Regions from separate parts of the Mus musculus genome. Here region 2 is linked to region 1. Evidence: chromatin contacts called from public promoter capture Hi-C data. All regions are on one chromosome and are shown on one strand. The core of a region is the stretch at or near the end of the contact, and the rest is flanking DNA. Distances in the headings are between cores, read along the strand shown. Region 1 has its middle 47 kb from the start of Tra2b. Region 2 holds the start of Dgkg (diacylglycerol kinase, gamma).

Evidence for each region. Promoter capture Hi-C pulls out the DNA fragments that hold promoters and counts their contacts.
Region 2: a contact with region 1 is called in a promoter capture Hi-C map of embryonic stem cells, with 3 times the contacts expected there. The contact joins the promoter of Dgkg here to the enhancer-like site in region 1. A contact is called at or near these places in 13 of 39 promoter capture datasets (the 3T3-L1 cell line, the C10 cell line, HPC-7-derived erythroid cells and 7 more), 1 of 15 datasets of contacts at CTCF or cohesin (large pre-B cells), 2 of 115 datasets of contacts at active chromatin or transcription factors (embryonic stem cells and stem cell-derived neural progenitor cells) and 3 of 9 other capture datasets (embryonic stem cells, liver and pancreatic islet).

Annotation. Positions count from the first base shown.
Region 1 is chr16:22,310,782-22,314,615 of GRCm38.p6, forward strand. No RefSeq gene overlaps it. Among named protein-coding and RNA genes, the nearest start is that of Tra2b, 47 kb to the left of the region's middle. Within about 2 kb of position 2,105, at least 8 of the 459 cell types and tissues checked have an H3K27ac peak or open chromatin away from gene starts, as enhancers often do. A contact at or near this core is called in embryonic stem cells, where this site is marked.
Region 2 is chr16:22,655,219-22,659,052 of GRCm38.p6, forward strand. It overlaps Dgkg (diacylglycerol kinase, gamma), which reads right to left and starts at 2,013. Exons shown (of 25, transcript NM_138650.2): 1 at 1,731-2,013.

The sequences.
Region 1 (3,834 bases), core at 855-3,354:
CAATCTTGACCTTCCCATTGCCTTAACTCCTGTGTCTAATCCTTCCCACCTTCCAGGTGCTTGCCACTAGATGGCAGGGCAGGTCTAGATGAGACAAAGTTTCCAGAACCTCGGTCCAGGTAGATTTTTTTTTTCAGGGCTTTTTTTGGGGTGGGGATAGAGTCAAAGGAGTTATGTGGGGCATAACTCCTTCAGGTCTCTTGTTTCTATGCTCTCAATCACCTCCATGATCAGTTTACAGACTTGTAACCTTGGAACCTTCTCTGGGTCTGACACTAAACTAGATGTTATGTCCGTCTGTCCGTCTGTCTGTGGTGTGGAACTCGGGGAAGTAGAAAAAGAACAGCTTATTGCAAGGCCTCAATCCAGCACAGCCTACACAGGAGTCAGGAGGACAAGCCTTCAGGGTAGACAAAGGGTGTCATGAGCTCAGAGCACAGAGTCTCTTAAGAGCCACAGAGCCCCATGAAGGATGCAGGACAAAAGGGAGGAGGTGGGGATGATGCCCCAGGTGCCTGGGTGTGAACAGCACCCTAACACTGGCAACTCCTAAGATGGTGGCTTCCTGACATTAGGGCTTGCCTCCTTGAGCAGGTTGATTTGGTGGCAGAGTAGGGACTTCGTGACCTGACACTGTAGGTATCATGTGGGAAATGTCCTGATCAGGGGAAGGAGTCAGAGCAGGGTGACAGATCCTGCTCTTTGGCAATAGGGAAGTGTGGGCCTGTGACTGTGGGGCTGCAGGGGCTGCGCAGCTGTAGCTCCTGTCTGTGTCATTACAAGGGTCAAGCGCTTGGCCCTGATGGGATGGAAGGAGTCACCCAACAGCTACACATCTGTTGTCTGCAGTTAGGTCAGCCTCTTCTTTTTCTTCATTAATGTGTGTGGCAAAGACTGGGGAGACGATGCCTGCTCTTCCTGGCACGCAGCTGGGCCTCATTTCCTAGTACATTCTGCAGTGAACTGCAGCTGTGTAGCCGACTTACAGATGCTCCAGTTACGATCAGAAGTGATGCAGGAGCCGGGCGAGGGCAGTGCACATCTTTAATCCCAGCACTTGGGAGGCAGAGGCAGGCGGGGGCTCTGAGTTCGAGGCCAGCCTGGTCTACAGAGTGAGTTCCAGGACACTCAGGGCTACATAGAGAAACCCTGTCTCAAAAAGCCAAAACTGAACCAAAACAAACAAACAAACAAAAAAAAACCCCAGAAGTGATGCAGGATGCTTCTAGGCTTGTGCACAGCTCTTAGCTCTGTTGCAATGCTACTTCATCCTCACCATGTACTGATGCTCACAGAAAACTACATTTAGGGAATGGTGGCCCCAGCTACAGAAACTTCATGTCGAAGAACAGCCCCAACTCAAGAGATAAATAAATTAAATAAATAAACAAGCATATCTCTTTAAGGGGCTAACATGACGGTCTATTAGTTAAGAATGTGTGCTGTTCTTCCCAAGGAACCCAGTTAATTCCCAGCACCTGCACTGAGCAGCTTAGTCTACCCGTGACTCCAGAGCCCAGAACTTCGGATGCTTTGGACCTCCTCGGGAGGCACTTGCACTAAGGTGTTTGTGCACACGCACACAATTGAAAATGGTAAACATTAAAATATAAAAAAATCCCACAGATTAGAAATACCTACTTTGAACTTTATTTGAACCAGAAATGAATTTCCATACAACTAAGGGCAATTCACGTTGTGCCTGTTTTACAAAGAGGAAAAAGGGATCAGAAAGGTCAAGTAATTTGCATAATGTCACAAGGTTGAAAGTAACTATCCTGAGTGAGCCTGACTGTTCAACTCTCTAGCCCAAATCCTGTCCATGGCAATCTACTGCTTCCAGTGTGAGGGACTAGTTCCTCAGTGCCTACGCTGTGCTTTCTCTTCCTATTTAAATCACCCCTCTGTAGATTGGGGGTCTAAGTTGCAAACCTAACAGAGGAAAGAATCCAAGGATCCCATTCTATAGCAAACGGCATAGGAGGAAACCTGAGAGCCGGATAGGGCTGGCAGAGCTGGCTCAAGCTGCAGGGCCTGGGTTCAAGCTCAGGAACCTGGAAGTTCTAAAGAGTTTTTGATTTCTAATGACACTCCTGCTGATCCTCTGTGTCCCTCCCATCTGGGCTCAGAGGTGACCTCTATGAGCTGCCCAGAGAGGCCCCAGTTACCTCTTTGTTCAACAATGGCCGAGATAACAAAAGGAAATCAGATGCAGGTGAAAGTTTATTTTTAACATTTCTGAGGCCAATGGGGGGATTTAACAGGAAAATCGGAGCTTTTCTGCTGTCTCTCTCCAAAAGTGGCTCTCATGCTTTTGGCTAGCCTGGACTCCAGTGTGCTTGGATCTTATCCAGGGGCTGATGGGGGACAGGGTAGACAGTGTAGTCTTTCTGGGCCTTCTTTTGGCAAGAAATAGACATTTGGGAGCTGGGAATGCAGCTCAGTTGTTAGAGTGCATGATTGCCCATGCTAGAGTGCATGCCCATGTTAGAGTGCATGATTGCCCAAGGTTATCCTTGGCTATACAATGATTTTGAGGCCAGCATCAGCTATGCTGGGGGGAGGGGAGGAGAGATTTCTTTGTTTGAAGTTGGAGTTCAGCTTGCCTTCCCTGGCTGTGATCAACAGCTCTGGAAGCCCAGCTGCTCAGGACATCTCATATACATACCATCCCTTTACCCTTCCATCAAACGGGACTGACACTTGAACAAATGTGTGGTAAAGGGGATGTTTGTTGGGCTCAAGGACATGTGGCTTTAGTTACAGTTGGGGAGGTTGAGGCAGGAGGCAGGAGGGCTGCAAGTTATGTGTAGTCTGCTTAAGAAAAAAACAACAAAAACCCACCACCCACCCAAACAAACAACAAAACACAAGGGAAAAGACTGTTCTGTGAAACCCTTAGCCCATCGTCTCAGCTCTATGGTTCTCTGACTAGCAGGCTCACCACCTTCCGGTTGGAGAAATTGGTAGTTCCTGACTTCCTGTCCTGGCTAATAGCACTTCCTCCACGTACCCAGCATTCCCCACTTTCCTCGATAGCAGCTCCTAAAATTCAACAAGGGTCAACTCAAGGCCGAATCTCTCACAGGGCACCTTGTTCTGTTTTCTGGTTGTTTTGGCTTCTCTTCCTTCTCCTGCTCCTCCTCCTCCTCTTCCTGTCCCTTTGAGATAGTGTCTCACTATGTAGCCATAGCTGACCTAAAATCTGCTCTGTGGACTCAGGTGGCCTTGAACTTGTAACTAACCTGCTTCCTCCTGTGCTGTGACCAAATTCTCAAGCCACCACACCCAGCCTGTTTTCTCACTGTAAACAAATTTTAATTCTTTGAAACTTTCATACAATTATTTGATTATATTCATACTCTACTCCTGCCCCCTAACTTCCGATCCATTTTACTTTTAGTGATCTGTTGACTTCAAGCTGTGTTGCTCATGTACTCACTCCTGGATGTGGTGCCTTCCACGGAATTCAAGGAAAACCAACTCCCTCCCCAGAAGCCGTCTATCCTTAATAACTTCTCAGTTAGGGGTGTGAGCTTATTTTCACTCCATGCTAGAATGTTCACTGGCTTGACTTCACTCAAGCTTTGAGCAGAAAACCACAGGTTCATGGGTACAACACTCCTCCTCCTCCTCCTCCTCCTCCTCCTCCTCCTCCTCCTCCTCCTCCTCCTCCTCTTCCTCCTCCTCTTTTTTGTATATATGTCCATCCCCTGCCATCCCCACCCCTACAGGGTTTCAAGGTTTCTCTGTCTATCCCTGGCTGTCCTGGAACTCTAGACCAGGCTGGCCTTGAACTCAGAGACCCGCCCGCCTCTGCCTCTTAGGTGCTGG
Region 2 (3,834 bases), core at 763-3,262, 340 kb after region 1:
GGATACATACACACAGATATTGAACATGCACACACAGGCGCGGGGCATGTACATACACACAGAAACATGGGACACATACACACACCACCTTCAGATCTTTCCCGGAAACGGTAATGCCTAGGTGGCTGGAGTTACATGTTAAAGGGATGGGGGTGGGGAGGCGCTTAGATCAGACCAGAAGCACCACAGGAAATTAGCTTAGTTGCAGCTGTTTTATTTAATGAGTATAATTTATATTCAAAGTAAAATTTCTGGCAAATACAACCCTTTAAGCAAGAAACATCTTCCCATGTTAGGGGACACCCATAGACTGAGAAGGTTATAGTTGTAAACAGTCTCTCTCTCTCTCTCTCTCTCTCTCTCTCTCTCTCTCTCTCTCTCTCTCTCTGTGTGTGTGTGTGTGTGTGTGTGTGTTCTCACACACATTTGTTTTCTGATGTTTGCCCCGTGAGCCAATGTCACTCCTTCAGTCCTTTGTTGACTGTGGGGATACCCTGTACTCCAGCAAGTGGATCCTGAAGCTGCGTTTTATGAACACTGAATCCCAGGCACCAAGATAACAAAGTCGATGTCCCCTTCCAGACCAGAAGGGCAGACTACTGTCCCTCATGATGTTTGGAGGTGGTCATTGTACATCTCTAGATCTATGATGTGTCCCCTAAGGCCCCGAACCGAAAGCTTGACAAACAGTTCTCCTAGGTCCTGCTCCCCACAGGGAGGCCATCGTATGCTAATGAGGCACGGACAGATAATCTAGCAGCCGGGACAAGTGAGTCCGCAGGTCCACCCAGCACTCTTGAACGCCACTGTGGTTCAGTCACATGTCATCTGGCCCCTCAGCAGACCCTCCTGGTGCCCTCCTCCTCCCACCCCCGGCGACTGAGGGAGGGGTCTCTCCGCTACCTAGCTACCCAGAATTGCACAACGGGACTGCTTGCATATGGTGCTTTTCTTCCCTGTCCACAGCAGGGATGGAGGCAGAGCCCCTGAATCACCTGTAGGGCTTTTACGAGCTCCACAGCCCCCTCCTCAAATTCTAGTTCACTAGTTCTGAAGAAAGAGACATCAGGAGATATGTGTGCGGGGGTCTTGAGGAGTTCTCGTGTATGTCCCACGGCCTCACAGCCCCACAGGTAATTCTGGAGGTTCCCTTATAGAGATACCAACACAGACAGGTCTTGTGACCCAAAAGAAACAGGCCGATATTAGATTCCCACGACGCTACCCCTTTTATTTGCCAAGGTGTCTGTATTCTCTTCAGCTTCTCTCTAAACCCACCACCCTAGAGGCTTTGAACTTGGAGTGTCCCAAAGTCTCAGAACCCTGCGAGACTGTCAGAGGCTCTGGCGGCCAGACAGCAGAAAGACATTCTCTGCTCCCCGCAGCCCTCGGGTTCCCTGTGCCGCGCTCTGGATACCCTGGAGTCAACGTAAGAAAGGATGGCATTTGACCAGTTGCTTCAGCAAATTGCCCGAAGCAAGGCCGCTTGTCCTCTGCACACCTTCGCTTCTGCACCGACCACATAGGGAGGGGGCCCCACCCTGCCCAGTCCACTGGCGCATCCCCTCTGGCCAGGGTTTGTGGCAGGTGGCGCGGTCAAGATGAGCGCAGGGGCCTCGTCTGCAGTTCCTTTCCCTATCGCGGGACCCACTCTTGCTTTGCCCTGGCTCTCCAAGTTGCTGCCGGGTCCCCCCAAACTGGTGATCCCTGGTTCGCGGTCGCGGTCTTACCTCACCATGCAACACTTGGTTGCGCGCTTGCCGGGGGCGCTCCCTCCTAGCCGCTTATTCCCTTACTTGGGAGGAAAGAGGAACCGAGAGACAGAAGGGGACCGAAGCGGGCGCCCGGGCGATCTCCCGGTGCAGCCCTCTCTGGGGCGGAGACATCAGGCAGCCACCAGGGTTGGCGCCCCGGGGTCTTCCGCCTTCGCTGCTGGAAGGGAAGGCTGCCTCTGCTACCCGCTACGGCACTGCGGCTCTGCACCCTGTCCCTCGCAGCATCGCAAGTCCAGCTGCCACTCTCGCTGCGGAGCCCTGCCCCCCGGGCGCAGTGCCCGCCCCCGCCACACACCCGCGCGCGCAGACACACGCGCACCCCACAAACACACTGGTGCACACACATAAACACGTGCTGCGCGCACACTCGCACACCCACGGATGCGTTGGGTGGGAACCTCTGTACATGATCAGGGCACTCCTGGCTGGCAGGGCTTTGGTCAGAGTGCTGGTTGGTGGCTGTGAGAAACCAGCTGACATCAAGGTAGAGGACATTACTTGAAAAATACAATGTCCTCTGGCTGTTTACGTTCCTTAACCTAGAAACCTAGGGGTCTGAGCTGCCTAAATATTCCAACCAAAGCAAAGAAAAATATATTAACATAAAAATAAATCAACAAGTTCTCTGTTTTCTAGGAACTCGCTGTCTCTGATGTCCATTGTCATCGATCCCGTCCAGAAGGACATTTCTGACAATCTTGACCCAGTGGCAGCAGATTGGTGATTATTTCTCCTCTGCAGGCATACATGGTCGGGATCAATCTAGCTAAGCAGAAAGGGGCTCTGATGGATGGGTAAGGTCTCAGGACTAAAGATTATGATTTTTCTCCTTTGTCTTTGCATGACATTGGGTAGTCTTCCTACAGGACAAATAAAACACTTCTAAAACAAACAAAATATACATGCACAAGAAAAAAGAGAACTAGAAAAAAAAAAGGAAAAGTAGAAAATTAGAGAAAATGACGTGGGATTGAGGATAAGGCCCAAGAGGCTGCAGTGGCAGAGGCACGGGGACCTGTGGGACCTTTTCTTTCCATGACGCGGGTGTCTGCGTAGGGTGGCAGCAGCGGCGATGTTATTTCAACAGAATGACTTTTGTCAGTTTCACACCACATTTAGAGTCACCAGGAGTTTACTCTCATCTGTAAAATATGTGGAGTTCACCCGTTTCCACAGCCAAGAATTCTCTTCTGCCAGTGGGCAGTGGAGGTCCCTGTGTGGAACTGCAGCCAAGAAAAGCTTTTTTTTCGGAACGCAGAGGAGCAGGGGACTGTGTGTCTAGGCATCTGGGGAGGAAGCTGCAGACGTGACTGTTGAAAAGCACTGAAAGACCCAGTGGTTAACTCATCCCTGGCCACTAGCAGGGGGTGATGGAACCAAGACAGAACAGAAGTCCTGAGAGCTCTTACACTTCCTTCCGCATGATGATAAGGGCAAAGCCAATGGATGGATGGATGATACCCTGTGCTCACACTTCATCCACAATCCATTCTTTGATCCAGGGCCCCTGGGTAGCTTCTCAGAGCTGCCCTCAGCCAGGCTGACACACTTGGTGTGAGGGTGTTCTGTAACACGTGTGTGAGTTTGTCCTTCATCTTCTTGTTTCCATGTCAGGTACTGACTTACTCATTCCGAGAATATTTATTAAAGTTCCTGCTATCTTTTCAGGCACTTCGCACTGACTCCCGTCATGGACCTCACCTGGGAGAAAAGAGGAATGGAAAGACAGAAAGGGCTTAGAAATGTTAGTGTCTTGTCTTTTAAAAAGGCAGGCCCAAGCACAGGCTTACTGTACACATACTCACAGAACACAGGCCTACTGTATACATCTTCCTTGAGCATAGGCTTAATGTATATATGTTCACCAAGCATGGGCCTACTGTATACATCTTCACTGGGCATAGGCTTACTGTATACACCATCTCCATTGAGCTGTAATCTTACTGTATATGTCTTTGCTGTGCTGGGCTGAGTGACTGTGGAAGATGCAGTTCTTCTCTTCTGAATTGCATCCCTGAGGAGGCAACCACAGTTGCACATGTGTCACAGAAAACCATTT